Regions from separate parts of the Mus musculus genome. Here regions 2 and 3 are each linked to region 1. Evidence: chromatin contacts called from public HiChIP or PLAC-seq data. All regions are on one chromosome and are shown on one strand. The core of a region is the stretch at or near the end of the contact, and the rest is flanking DNA. Distances in the headings are between cores, read along the strand shown.

What was found. HiChIP or PLAC-seq counts read pairs in DNA pulled down with a chosen protein or histone mark.
Region 2: an H3K27ac HiChIP or PLAC-seq map of bone marrow-derived dendritic cells shows a contact between it and region 1, with 6 times the contacts expected there. The contact joins the enhancer-like site here to the promoter of Tmem268 in region 1. A contact is called at or near these places in 12 of 39 promoter capture datasets (the 3T3-L1 cell line, cranial neural crest, embryonic stem cells and 7 more), 2 of 15 datasets of contacts at CTCF or cohesin (the NIH/3T3 cell line and large pre-B cells), 14 of 484 Hi-C or Micro-C datasets (B cells, CD4 T cells, CD8 T cells and 8 more), 13 of 115 datasets of contacts at active chromatin or transcription factors (T-cell acute lymphoblastic leukemia, VIP interneurons, astrocytes and 9 more) and 2 of 9 other capture datasets (liver and macrophages).
Region 3: a contact with region 1 is called in an H3K4me3 HiChIP or PLAC-seq map of bone marrow-derived macrophages, with 2.7 times the contacts expected there. The contact joins the enhancer-like site here to the promoter of Tmem268 in region 1. A contact is called at or near these places in 2 of 39 promoter capture datasets (the HPC-7 cell line and cranial neural crest) and 3 of 115 datasets of contacts at active chromatin or transcription factors (bone marrow-derived dendritic cells and bone marrow-derived macrophages).

Annotation. Positions count from the first base shown.
Region 1 is chr4:63,556,335-63,560,420 of GRCm38.p6, forward strand. It overlaps Tmem268 (transmembrane protein 268), which reads left to right and starts at 2,429. Exons shown (of 10, transcript NM_001356354.1): 1 at 2,429-2,623.
Region 2 is chr4:63,838,338-63,842,423 of GRCm38.p6, forward strand. All of the region lies in intron 2 of Tnfsf8 (tumor necrosis factor (ligand) superfamily, member 8), which reads right to left. Among named protein-coding and RNA genes, the nearest start is that of Tnfsf8, 21 kb to the right of the region's middle. Within about 2 kb of position 2,319, at least 17 of the 459 cell types and tissues checked have an H3K27ac peak or open chromatin away from gene starts, as enhancers often do. A contact at or near this core is called in B cells, CD8 T cells, Th1 cells and 3 more, where this site is marked.
Region 3 is chr4:63,814,190-63,818,275 of GRCm38.p6, forward strand. No RefSeq gene overlaps it. Among named protein-coding and RNA genes, the nearest start is that of Tnfsf8, 45 kb to the right of the region's middle. Within about 2 kb of position 1,707, at least 21 of the 459 cell types and tissues checked have an H3K27ac peak or open chromatin away from gene starts, as enhancers often do. A contact at or near this core is called in bone marrow-derived dendritic cells and bone marrow-derived macrophages, where this site is marked.

The DNA of each region.
Region 1 (4,086 bases), core at 1,179-3,678:
AGAGGGATGAAGTTCACTTATTCAAGGACAGATAATTAGTGGCAGAGTTGCATTTGAATGTGTGACTCTCAGCTCTTGTGAGCCAGAGCTGCTGTGTGATCTGATCAGTTTGTTCAGCCCATGGCAAGAAAGCTAGAAAGTCAGTGAATGTAACTGGCAGCCCAGTTAGCTCTTCAGGTGCTCTCTGAAGCTCCCTCCGATCCCATCTGCTGCTGCTGCTGCTGCTGCTGCTGCTGCTGCTGCATTTCTGGAAATTCTGTCCATTCTGGGGAGAATTCTTTTACTTCATCCATGTATTAAGATGTGTTTAACAAAAGCCTGTCCGTTGGGCACTGGGTAGCTATGTAATGGCCTTAGGACTCGAAGTTTGTGCTGTCAGGGAAAGAATGAGCCAGTGGTCATAATAGGGATAACTGTAGGTTGAATGGGAACCAGTGAGGAGGACAGCCCTTGGCCTAGGGCAGGACAGGGCTCTCAGAAGTAGGGCCCTGTCACCCAAGACCCAAGAATAGGCCGGTCAGGTGATGAGAATGGGTTTGGCACTGATCTTCCAGATGGACAGGGAAGACCTGAGGCAAACACTGGGACCTGGAAGTGAAAGAATGGAGGGCAGGAGGAAGTGAGAGGTGCTCTATTTATGGAGCTTGGGGTTTGGAGAGAGGGCAGTGACTCATCCGGTGTAGGCTGCAGGTAGTGCACATCGAAATCCTCACAAATGCCCGAGACTCCCATCAAGCAGTCACTACTAAAGTCAGCTCTGCAGTCTGTTTCCCTGGTTGTAATGTCCTTGAATTCCGGCCCCCACCCCCGCCCCTATCCCAGGATTTCAGGTATGCAAACACTTGTGTTGCTGCAAGGGTGCACTTGCTAGTCAGAACACTAAGTACTCAACGTTTCGCCCTTGCAGCCTCTCACATCAGCAGGAGTCCCTGACTTTCCTGAATGAGTGGGCAGAGCTGTCCAAGCACACAGGCAGCTACATAGTGCACCAGTACAGCTCTGTCCGCCGCTTCCCAAGTTCCGTTTGTGTACCTGTAGGAGGCTGGTGTGTCGACCTAAAACTGCTGGCCCGTGGAGAGTGAAGACAGGCTGGTGGGAAGGCAGTAGGGCATCTCTGACATTGAGGAGGGTTGCTTCACAGGCAGGGTTGGGGGTGGGGCGGGGCTAGGCCACAGCTTGTTGCTGTTTCCTTTTCAATAGCCGGGTCAGCATTTAGAAGTCTCAGCACCCTTGGGTCTTTTGTTCCCAGGCCTCTACATTACTGTTTAGCAAGTTGATCAAACTACATGGGAGGCTCCCACGAACTGTTTTCTACTGCCCAGGGCAAGGCTGGCACAGAGCAGGTACTCAGTGCTGATTTGCTCACAGATAAGTTCATTTTCAGTAGCCTGCCACCTTGATCCTCACTTGTCCCCGTGGGCACCTCCATGGGATATGCTAATTTGGGTTTTCAATTCATTCTCGCTGCCTGGAAACATCCTGCAGGCACATGTAAGTCCTGTGGTCTGGAAGTCCTCAAGAGTTGTTAAAAGGAAGAAATGTGTTTGTGTCTCTCTGTGTGTACAAGACCACTTGTAGAGACAAGGGCAGTGGCATGTACTGCCCTAGTCCTTCCTGTAAGCAAGGGTGGGAACCACCTGTGCATTCATCGATCCCCTGAAAAAGAAACCAGGCTGTTGGTGCAGCAACCAAGTGCCCACCGTCTTTGTTGAAAGACAATGTTTGGTGGCTAATAGGATATAAACACGTACTCCAAAGAAAAGTACATGTAGTTAGCCAGGTCTGCTGTTGTCAGAACAACCCACCAAGGTGAACCCAAGACTAGTGATTTACCTGGAAAAAGAAGCAGGCCATCACAGATCCTTTTAAATCTCAAGGAGCGGGGTGTGCAAGTGTGTGTTTGAACACCTCACACATTATTTCGTAAAGATCTCACACAATTTCACAGCACTGTCTCAACTAAAGATTTTTAAAGAAAACGCAGATACAAAGTGGAGACTACACCGACGCTTTCAATACTGAACACCGTTTTTCATTAAAAACAAGCCTGGAAGAAACTTCTGGTCCCGAGTGTGCCTCATGCATCGGATCCCATGACTTTGTCACTCGGGACAGGCCTCCCCGCCCCGCTCCTTCACTGCAGGGACGAGCTCAGATCTCATGCACGTGGCGGGCGCAGGGCCCCTACCGGCGCCCTGGGGGAGCGTGGCTGATGAAACGCTCCGGGCTCGGCCCGAGAGACGCTCCTGCCGTAGGGCGACTCGGCGGAGACCGGCTGGGGCGACGCGCCCCAAAAAGGGCGCGCGGGGACGGCGGGGGCGGCGGCGCCGGGACGCCGCGGCGTACAAGGGGCATGGAACCTCTGACCCTGAGCGGCCCGGGCGGCAGCGCGGCGGTGAGTGTGCGCGAGCCGTGCGCGTGCCCGCGCGTCCGCGCTCCCGCGCTCGGGGGTTGGGGCCGCGGGGCCTGCGTGCGCGTCCCTCCGCTCAGGCTCGGGTGACCTCTTCCCGCCCCACGCGTCAGGCGTGGGATCTGCAGGGCAGGGCGGGTGATTTCTGGGGTAAAGGAACCCCAAGGCCAGAGGGCAGAGATCGGGGAGCCTGCTGCCCAAGCCCGAGGCCAGGTACGGTGGGAGACGCCGGGCCGGGCCGCGCCGAGCCGGCTTTCTGTTTTGGCTCCCTCCGGGTTTGCTCCCTGACCTTGGATAGTCGGCTTTCTCTTCCGGGGCTTAATGTTCTCATCATTGAAATGGGGCGTTTGAACTCCTTGTCCAGCCAGGTTTTTCTGCCCTAAACTTTTGGGGGACTGCTGCTTCTCTGATGTGTTGGACTTGCATTGTAATTAATGAAGCTGAGTTAGAAGAAGGAAATCCATTTTTTTTTTTTCTTTCTTTCCTTTCAGGATATGTTAGGCGCTCAGATGTTGGTGAGGCTGGCAGGCACTGTGCAGAGATGAGACCTCTTGGGGGCTTGAGTCTGCACAGCCCGCAACTGGAAAATCTGGTTGCAATGTGGGTTCCCAGAGGAACTCGGTCGGCAGTCACTTGCTCCCTCTGTGCTTTGCTTACCATGGTGTGGGGCTCCCTTACTTGTGTGCTGAAGATTGGAGCAGAGCTGAGGAGGTGGTAAATGGTTAGCATTTGCCATTGGGGTCCTGCCTGACCCCTCATGGCCCTGTAGCCTCGGTACTTGGATGAGAATGTACACGGGGAGCCCTGGACCCATCCTGACCTCTGAGTCGAGTCCATTCAGTTCTGTGTGGCTCCTTTCAGTCTCCTCCTTGGCGAAGCAGCCCATTTAGGCAGCCCAGGGAGTCTGTCGTCCTCCACCTTTGCTGCCTAGTTTCCTCCTCCTCATCTCTCTGGCAGTTCTGAGTGTGTTTTCCCCAGTGGATGGTGATCCCTGCAGGGGAGGGCTGAGCAAACGCTCCATGTTCCACTCCTGGTTTTACAGTCCAGGGGCTGGCCCTAGAAGGTTCTCAGGGAATGTTTGTGGCATAGGTTGATGACAGCTACCTTCTCTCAGTAATCAACCTTTTCCCAAGTGTGGATCTCATGGACGTGGAACCCATAGGGCAATCCTAAGTGTCTGTCCTTGTCTCCTTTCCAGGAAATGGAGGCAGAGAGAAGTCTTGTTACCTTGCTCAAGGCTACCCAGGTGGGAAGTGGTTGGGCTGGGCAGGTTACTTTTAGCCAACACACACAAACTTGGGTGTGTGACTGGAGTCTGCTGATTGGGTCTCTGTGGGCAGCTGAGGGGGCTGATGTGGGTGCTGTGATTTCTGCCCCCGACACAATGCTTCATTGTGGCATTTTGCAACCAGTGGATCCTTCTGTGCAGCCCCGGGCTTGAGCAACTCCAGTCTGTGTCAGCTCCTCCCAGCCTTTTCAACACTCCAGTGTTGGGAGGCTTCACCGAGAGGGCCTGAGTCCTCGGCCAGGAGTACAGATGTCAGGGTTGGGTCTGCCTTGTGGCCTACCTAGCAGTTGCTCAGAGGCAGCAGAGGGGCGCAACCTTGTGGCCATTGTGCCTCTTGGGTCTATAGAAAGAGCAGGCGCACTAAGATAGGCTGGTAAGTACTCCTTTG
Region 2 (4,086 bases), core at 1,069-3,568, 280 kb after region 1:
CCCTTCCCCCACCCTGTTCCCTCACCCAATCACTCCCACTTCTTGGCCCTGGCATTCCCCTGACTGGGACATATAAAGTTTGATAGACCAAGGGGCCTCTCTTCCTAATGATGGCCAACTAGGCCATCTTCTGATACATATGCAGCTAGAGACACAAGATCTGGGGGTACTGACTAGTTCATATTTTTGTCCCACCTATAGGGTTGCAGACCCCTTCAGCTCTTGGATACTTTCTCTAGCTCCTATATTGGAGGCCTGTGTTCTATCCTATAGATGACTGTGAACATCCACTTCTATATTTGCCAGGCACTGGCAAGGTCTCACAGGAGACAGCTATATCAGGGTCCCTTCAGCAAAATCTTGCTGGCGTATGCAATAATGTCTGTGTTTGGTAGCTGATTATGGGATGGGGCCCCTGGGTGAGGCAGTCTCTGGATGGTCCTTCCTTTCGTCTTAGCTCCAAACTTTGTCTCTGCAACTCCTTCCATGAATATTTTATTCCCTATTCTAGGGAGGAATGAAGTATCCATGCGTTGGTCTTCCTCCTTGATAGGTTTCTAGGCTAATATCCACTAATCAGTGAGTGCATATCAAGTTACTTCTTTTGTGATTGGGTTACCTCACTCAGGATGATATCCTCCAGATACATCCATTTGCCCAAGAATTTCATAAATTCATTTTTTAATAGCTAAGTACTACTCCATTGTCTAAATGTACCACATTTTCTGTATCCATTCCTCTGTTGAGGGACATCTGGGTTCTTTCCAGCTTCTGGCTATTATAAATAAGGCTGCTATGAACATAGTGGAGCATGTGTCCTTCTTACCGGTTGGAACATCTTCTGGGTATATGTCAAGGGGAGGTATTGCTGGATCTACCAGTAGTACTATGTCCAGTTTTCTGAGGAACTGCCAGACTGATTTCCAGAGTGGTTGTACCAGCTTGCAATCCCACCAACAATGGAGGAGTGTTCCTCTTTCTCCACATCCTCACCAGCATCTGCTGTCACCTGAAATTTCGATCCTAGCCATTCTGACTGGTGTGAGGTAGAATCTCAGGGTTGTTTTGATTTGCATTTCCCTGATAATTAAGGATGCTGAACATTTTTAAAGTGCTTCACAGCCCTTTGGTATTCCTCAGTTGAGAATTCTTTGTTCAGCTCTGAGCCCCATTTTATAATGGGATTATTTGAATCTCTGGAGTTCAGCTTCTTGAGCTCTTTGTATATATTGGATATTAGTCCCCTATCAGATTTAGGATTGGTAAAAATTCTTTTCCAATCTGTTGGTGGCCTTTTTGTCTTATTGACAGTATCTTTTGCCCTACAGAAGCTTTGCAATTTTATGAGGTCCCATTTGTCGATTCTTGATCTTACAGCACAGACCATTGCTGTTCTGTTTAGGAATTTTTTCCCCTGAGCCCATATCTTTAAGGGTTTTCCCCACTTTCTCCTCTATAAATTTCAGTGTCTGTGGTTTTATGTGGAGTTCTTTGATCCACTTAGACTTGAGCTTTGTACAAGGAGATAAGAATGGATTAATTCTCATCCTTCTACATGATAACAACCAGTTGTGCCAGCACCAATTGTTGAAAATGCTGTCTTTTTTCCACTGGATGGTTTTAGCTCCCTTGTCAAAGATCAAGTGACCATAGGTGTGTGGGTTCATTTCTGGGTCTTCAATTCTATTCCATTGATCTACCTACCTGTCTGTCGCTGTACCAGTACCATGCAGGAAACACCAATTACTTTTCTTTGATTTCTCTTAACATCAAAGGACTCAATTACCCAATAAAAAGATATAGACTAACAAACTGGCTACACAAACAGGACCCAACATTTTGCTGCTTACAGGAAACCCACCTCGGGGATAAAGACAGACACTACCTCAGAGTAAAAGGCTGGAAAGCAATTTTCAAGCAAATGGTCTGAAGAAACAAGCTGGAGTAGCCATTCTAATATCAAATAAAATTGACTTCCAACTCAAAGTTATCTAAAAAGACAAGAAGGGGCACTTCATACTCATCAAAGGTAAAAATCTACCAAAAGTTCATCTACAAAATGAACTCTCAATTCTAAATATCTATGCTCCAAACGCAAGGGCAGCCACATTCATTAAAGAAACTTTAGTAAAGCTCAAAGCACACATTGCACCTCACACAATAATAGTGGGAGACTTCAACACCCGACTCACCAACGGACAGATCCTGGAAACAGAAACTAAACAGAGACACATGGGTACTACCAGTTACTTCCTTTATCTTATTGTCCAGATTCATTCGAGAAAGACCCTGGGGCCCCGAGAACAGCTAGAAGCTGAGTGAAGGGTTCCCTCTGCTGTCTGAGCAAGCTCACTACTAGAGGAACCCCCAGCAGAAGTAGGGGCAGTATTCATCTCTAGCTGTTCTGGACTCACACGGGGCTTCTGGCCCATCAAAGGCTGAAGGCCAGCTTCCACTCTCTAGATCTTAGCCCATAATTATCATCTAAGCAGTGTTCTTGTGAGGCTTGTTGCTGCCCTGCACATACTCGTGGATGTGTATAACCAGAAATTTGATCCCAAAGTGTAATAGTCTAAGGAAGTGTGACTGTTGTCCAATCTCATCTTTGGGACTGTAGAACATCAACCAAAAGAAACCAGAGAGATGCAAATCGGACTCTCTTTGCTGTGAATCACTTTCTAATTTATGTTCCCTACAGCTCTGATGGGCTTTTGACTCCTCCCAATCTCTCCAGTATCAGCCCATACCCTCCCTCATTTTATTCTGTGTCTTAATAGTAATAAATGTCATCACCACTACCACCATCATAACTAATGTTGACTATTTCTGTAATGTTTTACTGAGCATGCTACAGCCATGATTTCATTTTTACATTTTTTTACAAGCATCCCATAAGAGATTTAATTTTTACAATCATCCCATGAGAGATAGTTTACAGTTATCTCTGTTATTTACATTAGAAACTATAGGTTTTAAAAGTTTAACTGGAGGGTGGGCAAAGATGGAGCAGAGACTGAAGAAATGGCCAAACAATAACGGCCCAACTTGAGACCTATCCCTTGGGTAAACACTAATCTCTGACACTATTACGGATGCCATGTTGTGCTTGCAGACAGGAGTCTAGCATAACTGTCCTCTGAGATGCTCTACCCGGCAGCTGACTGAAACAGATGCAGATGCCGTATGAAGTATGAAGCAGAGGACTGCTTTGTATTGCCTCAGCAGGAGAGGATGTGCATAATTAATCCTGCAGGGACTTGATATTCCAGGGTGGGAGGGGATATATGGGTGAGGAGTGGGGGAGCATCCTCCTAGAGGAGAAGGGGAGGGGAAATGGGAAGAAGGACTCTGTGAGGGAGGAATGGGATGAGGGTGCAGCAGTTGGAATATAAATAAATAAATAGATGAATAAGAAAGGGTTAACTGGCTTGTTCTCAGCCACACATCTAGTTGCTAGTAGGGTGGAGATCAAAACTCAGTCAGTGTGACTCTAATGCCCAAACGGATTTCCCCCCACTCTACACAAGTTTGGAGACGTGCAGCTCCAGTACACAACTACATGGATATGCTTCCACCTGCATACCTCTGGTTCCTGTCAAGTGGAATGCCCTGCCTCTATCAAGCCAGTTGTCCTTTAAAACACATCCTGGCAGAGACTACTGTTTAGTCTCTCCTACTGATCAGCCAAGAAGATGCATTTGCTGAGTGGAGTCAACTAGACCATCTCTCTTATTTCCTTCTGTAGCTCTGGCTGGACCAGTGCTAAGGGCATCAGTGTAGTGAGAAGGAGTGCTTGCTTTTTCCCCTGGCAGGGAGAATATTGGCCTGACTCTCACAGATTCTAAGTTAGGTGGAAAAGTAGGATTCATGCCCTGGATCAAAGCCAGGATGTCACATCAAAAACAGGCTCTATCTCTCTAGTCCTAAGGTCCCTCTGTATCAGGTGGCTTGTGGTGATATCTGCCAGAGCTGAGCATCTACAGATGGTGGCAGAAGTACAAGCCCAGGCTTGTCTCTCACACATGCAGGCGTTTTTTTCTTCTGTTTTTCCCCTTTGGTCTTCATGTGTACAGTGGGGTGACCTCA
Region 3 (4,086 bases), core at 457-2,956, 260 kb after region 1:
GGGTGCTTCAGATTGTCTACAGAAGCTGACTATGCCTTGCCCGTGCTCTAGCAGAGGTGTGATTTTTTTTTTCCAGATGCAGATAGTTTCTGTGACTGGGTGATGTTTGAAATTCTGGGGACTTTTTAGAGGGTATATAAATGTCCTAGGGTCTTAAGAAGTGGGGGGATTGTTGGTGAGTTGTTGGTTACTTGTTGTTGGTCACAGTTTGTTAAGTAGCCATGAGCATAGAAGAAAGAAAATAAAATTAGATATTCTGATGGTGAAGGTCAAACTTGACCCAAGTAACTCAATGACCCAAATCAGCAGGAAGTAATCTAGCAATAAACCACTCCCTCAACACACACACACACACACACACACACACACACACACACACACACACACACACACACCAGATTTCCAATTCCTGACTTTAGTCAGGGATCTCTTCTCCCTCCTCTACTCTTTTTTTCTCTTATTAAGGGGTTGAAAGGGTGGAAGAAAGGGAGTGAAGAAAGGTAGAATAAAGAATAATCCACAAAGTCACAAAAGACAAGCTACAGGAAACAGACATCTGTTCTATATCTTATTACCTAGAATAATGGCCTTGCAATTGACTCCACAACTTGCTTATAATCTTTTTCTGTTTGTGCTACTTTCAGAGACTGTAAGGTTTTCTCTAGTCTACTGGCAGTGCTGGGGGAATCTCCATATTTGTATAGTGAACATCAATGAATGTCACTCCATAACAAGTAGAAGAAGGTGAGTACTTTAGGATTCCACCAAGGATGCTCCACTCTCAGGTGGCTTTGTCTTGATGGCATCTGTTGTCAAGCATAACAGCACTTCTACAACAAGCAAGCACACCATTCTTTAGCATATGGGAAAAGCAGCCATCTTGGGTCAACCCACATGGGTCAGTGTTAGTTACCTATCTCATAATCCATCATAGGAACTATGTAACTCCTCCTCCTCAACTCAGCTTTAGTTTTGTAAATTGTTTGGGATCAGTTGTATATAAATAAAATTGTGCATAAATGAAAAAAGTGTTCATTCACTCCAGATAAGGCCCTGAGGACTAGATAAGTAATCCTGTCCAGTTCTGGCTTAGCAAACTGGTGAGTTCCTGGGGTTACTAACAGACTGGGGGCTGCGGAGTTATTTCTGGAGTATGGGTGATCCAAAGACAACTAAATCACTAAAAAAAAAAAAAAAATCCCATTGTTTGTAACGTGTGGTTGACTCATGGAAGCTGAATACCTAGAGCTATTTTCACAAATTTCAGGCAGCTCAGTGACTCCTCTCAGGAGCAATTGTTGCTATTTATATAATTGTGAAAGCGGTTATGGATCTTGTGAATTTCATTTGCTTCTCAAGCTTTGTGAGTTTTACTTCCTGAGTCTTGTGAAGTCCTCTTGTCCCTCCAGGAAGAAATATTTTAATTTGGAGGAATTAGCTATACAACTGACTTGCCCTTTAGGTGATTATAGACATTTTCAAGTTGACAATCAATATTAACCATCGCAGGATTATTATGAATGAAACTGTTACAAGCATGGCCCTATCTGTTCTTTTGTGTCCATGTGGCCTGATTTGTTTGTAAAATGAGCCTAGATGTGGAGTGGTTGGATCACAAGACAAGCACGGGTATTGCTTTGGTTGAACCCTGCTGGACAGTGCAACAGAATAACTGTATCACTTTCATTTCCTCTAGCAGTGAATAAGATTTTCAGTTGTTCCACATCCTCACCACCAAGTGTTGAGTGTTGGCAGTGGCTTGATTTCAGTCAGTTTGTGGGAGTATAGTTACATCACATTGTGGTTTTCATGCCCATTTCCTTGATGTCCTAGTAATACTAACAGGGAATTATTAACACCCCAGACACACAGCAATCTCTTTATTGAAGCCTTGTTCAAATCATTAGCTCAATAGGCATTTGAATGGATCCAAAATGTCCATTCGAAGATGATTTGTCTTTTCAATGGCCACTTGGGGATTTTCATATTGTGGATGTGAGACTTTGTTGTCTTACTATTTACATCCGGGAATATAATCTGATTCTAAATTTTTTTCCATTTTTTATTAGGTATTTAGCTCATTTACATTTCCAATGCTATACCAAAAGTCCCCCATATCCACCCACCCCCACTCCCCTGACCACCCACTCCCCCTTTTTGGCCCTGGTGTTCCCCTGTACTGGGGCATATAAAGTTTGCAAGTCCAATGGGCCTCTCTTTCCAGTGATGGCTGATGAGGCCATCTTTTGATATATATGCAGCTAGAGTCAAGAGCTCCGGGGTACTGGTTAGTTCATAATGTTGTTCCACCTATAGGGTTGCAGATCCCTTTAGCTCCTTGGCTACTTTCTCTAGCTCCTCCATTGGGAGCCCTATGATCCATCCATTAGCTGACTGTGAGCATCCACTTCTGTGTTTGCTAGGCCCCGGCATAGTCTCACAAGAGACAGCTACATCTGGGTCCTTTCAATAAAATCTTGCTAGTGTATGCAATGGTGTCAGCGTTTGGATGCTGATTATGGGGTGGATCCCTGGATATGGCAGTCTCTACATGGTCCATCCTTTCATCTCAGCTCCAAACTTTGTCTCTGTAACTCCTTCCATGGGTGTTTTGTTCCCAAATCTAAGGAGGGGCATAGTGTCCACACTTCAGTCTTCATTCTCCTTGAGTTTCATGTGTTTAGCAAATTATATCTTATATCTTGGGTATCCTAGGTTTGGGGCTAATATCCACTTATCAGTGAGTACATATTGTGTGAGTTTCTTTGTGAATGTGTTACCTCACTCAGGATGATGCCCTCCAGGTCCATCCATTTGGCTAGGAATTTCATAAATTCATTCTTTTTAATAGCTGAGTAGTACTCCATTGTGTAGATGTACCACATTTTCTGTATCCTAATTTTTAAGTATGAAATAAAGCACATGAACCAATGATAAGTTTATATATGTGTGTGTGTGTGTATACACAATTTTTCTCACATTTTTTACTAAGGAGAATGTTGATATCTTTTTGATGCTATTCAAATAATCCTAAGCATTTGAGTTCATTCCACTTACCCATTTTCTCTTCCCGTGTTAACACCATACTGCTTTAATTTTCTTTGCTTTGTAGTAAGTTGATTTCTGATGATAAGTCTCACAGTTTGCACATTTGCATCAAAGTCATTTTACTTATTTTAAGTTCTACGTATTTCTAAATAGATGTCACAGTGACAACAACTCCTTTTCTTCCACCTTTTTTTGTGGTGTTATGGATGAGATTCAGGGCTTCATAAATTTAGGTGAAAACTTTGTGTCAGAGCCACATCTTTAACTGAATTTGTCAATTTGTTTTGTTTTCTTCATTTTTGAGAGTCTCATATGTACACATAATGCCTGGTGATTATATTAACTTGCCTTGCCTGCTAACATAGTCTTTGATTTCCTGCTGTATCCTCCTTCTTTCTACTTAGTCCCCTCCCCAGTGGCTATGTTAGAGAAAAAAATGACACCCCACATTAGTTCCTCTTTTGTTGCTGTGACAAAGCACCATGACCAAGGAGCTTATGGGAGAAAGCATGTGATTTGTTTTATGATTCCAAGGGCTTAGATTCCATGATGCTGCAGCAAAGGCAGAGCAGCATGAAAAACTGAGAACTCACATTTTGATCTGCAAGGAGGTGGCAGAGAACATGTGGGGAAAGACTGAAAACCTCTAAGTACATCCCCAATGACACACCCCTCCAACAAAACCACACCTTATTCTTCCCAAAGTTTCCATCAATGGGGGACCAAGGTTTCAAACATAGGAGCCTATTGCTGGGTGGTGGTGTTTTCGTTCAGGCTACTACGGATCTCTTCCTCCACCAGCCATTAGTAATCATTATTTCCTAAGGAAGGGATGGACCTCATGAGTTTTGCCTCTGTTTTATAATCAGTTTCTCAATTTCTTTAAACACACACACACACACACACACACACACACACACACACATACACACACACACACACACACACACACACTCATGGGAATTTTAACTGGCATGACATGTTTTTTTAAGGGTCAATTTGGGGAGATTTTACCTCACTCTACAAGTTAATTTTTCA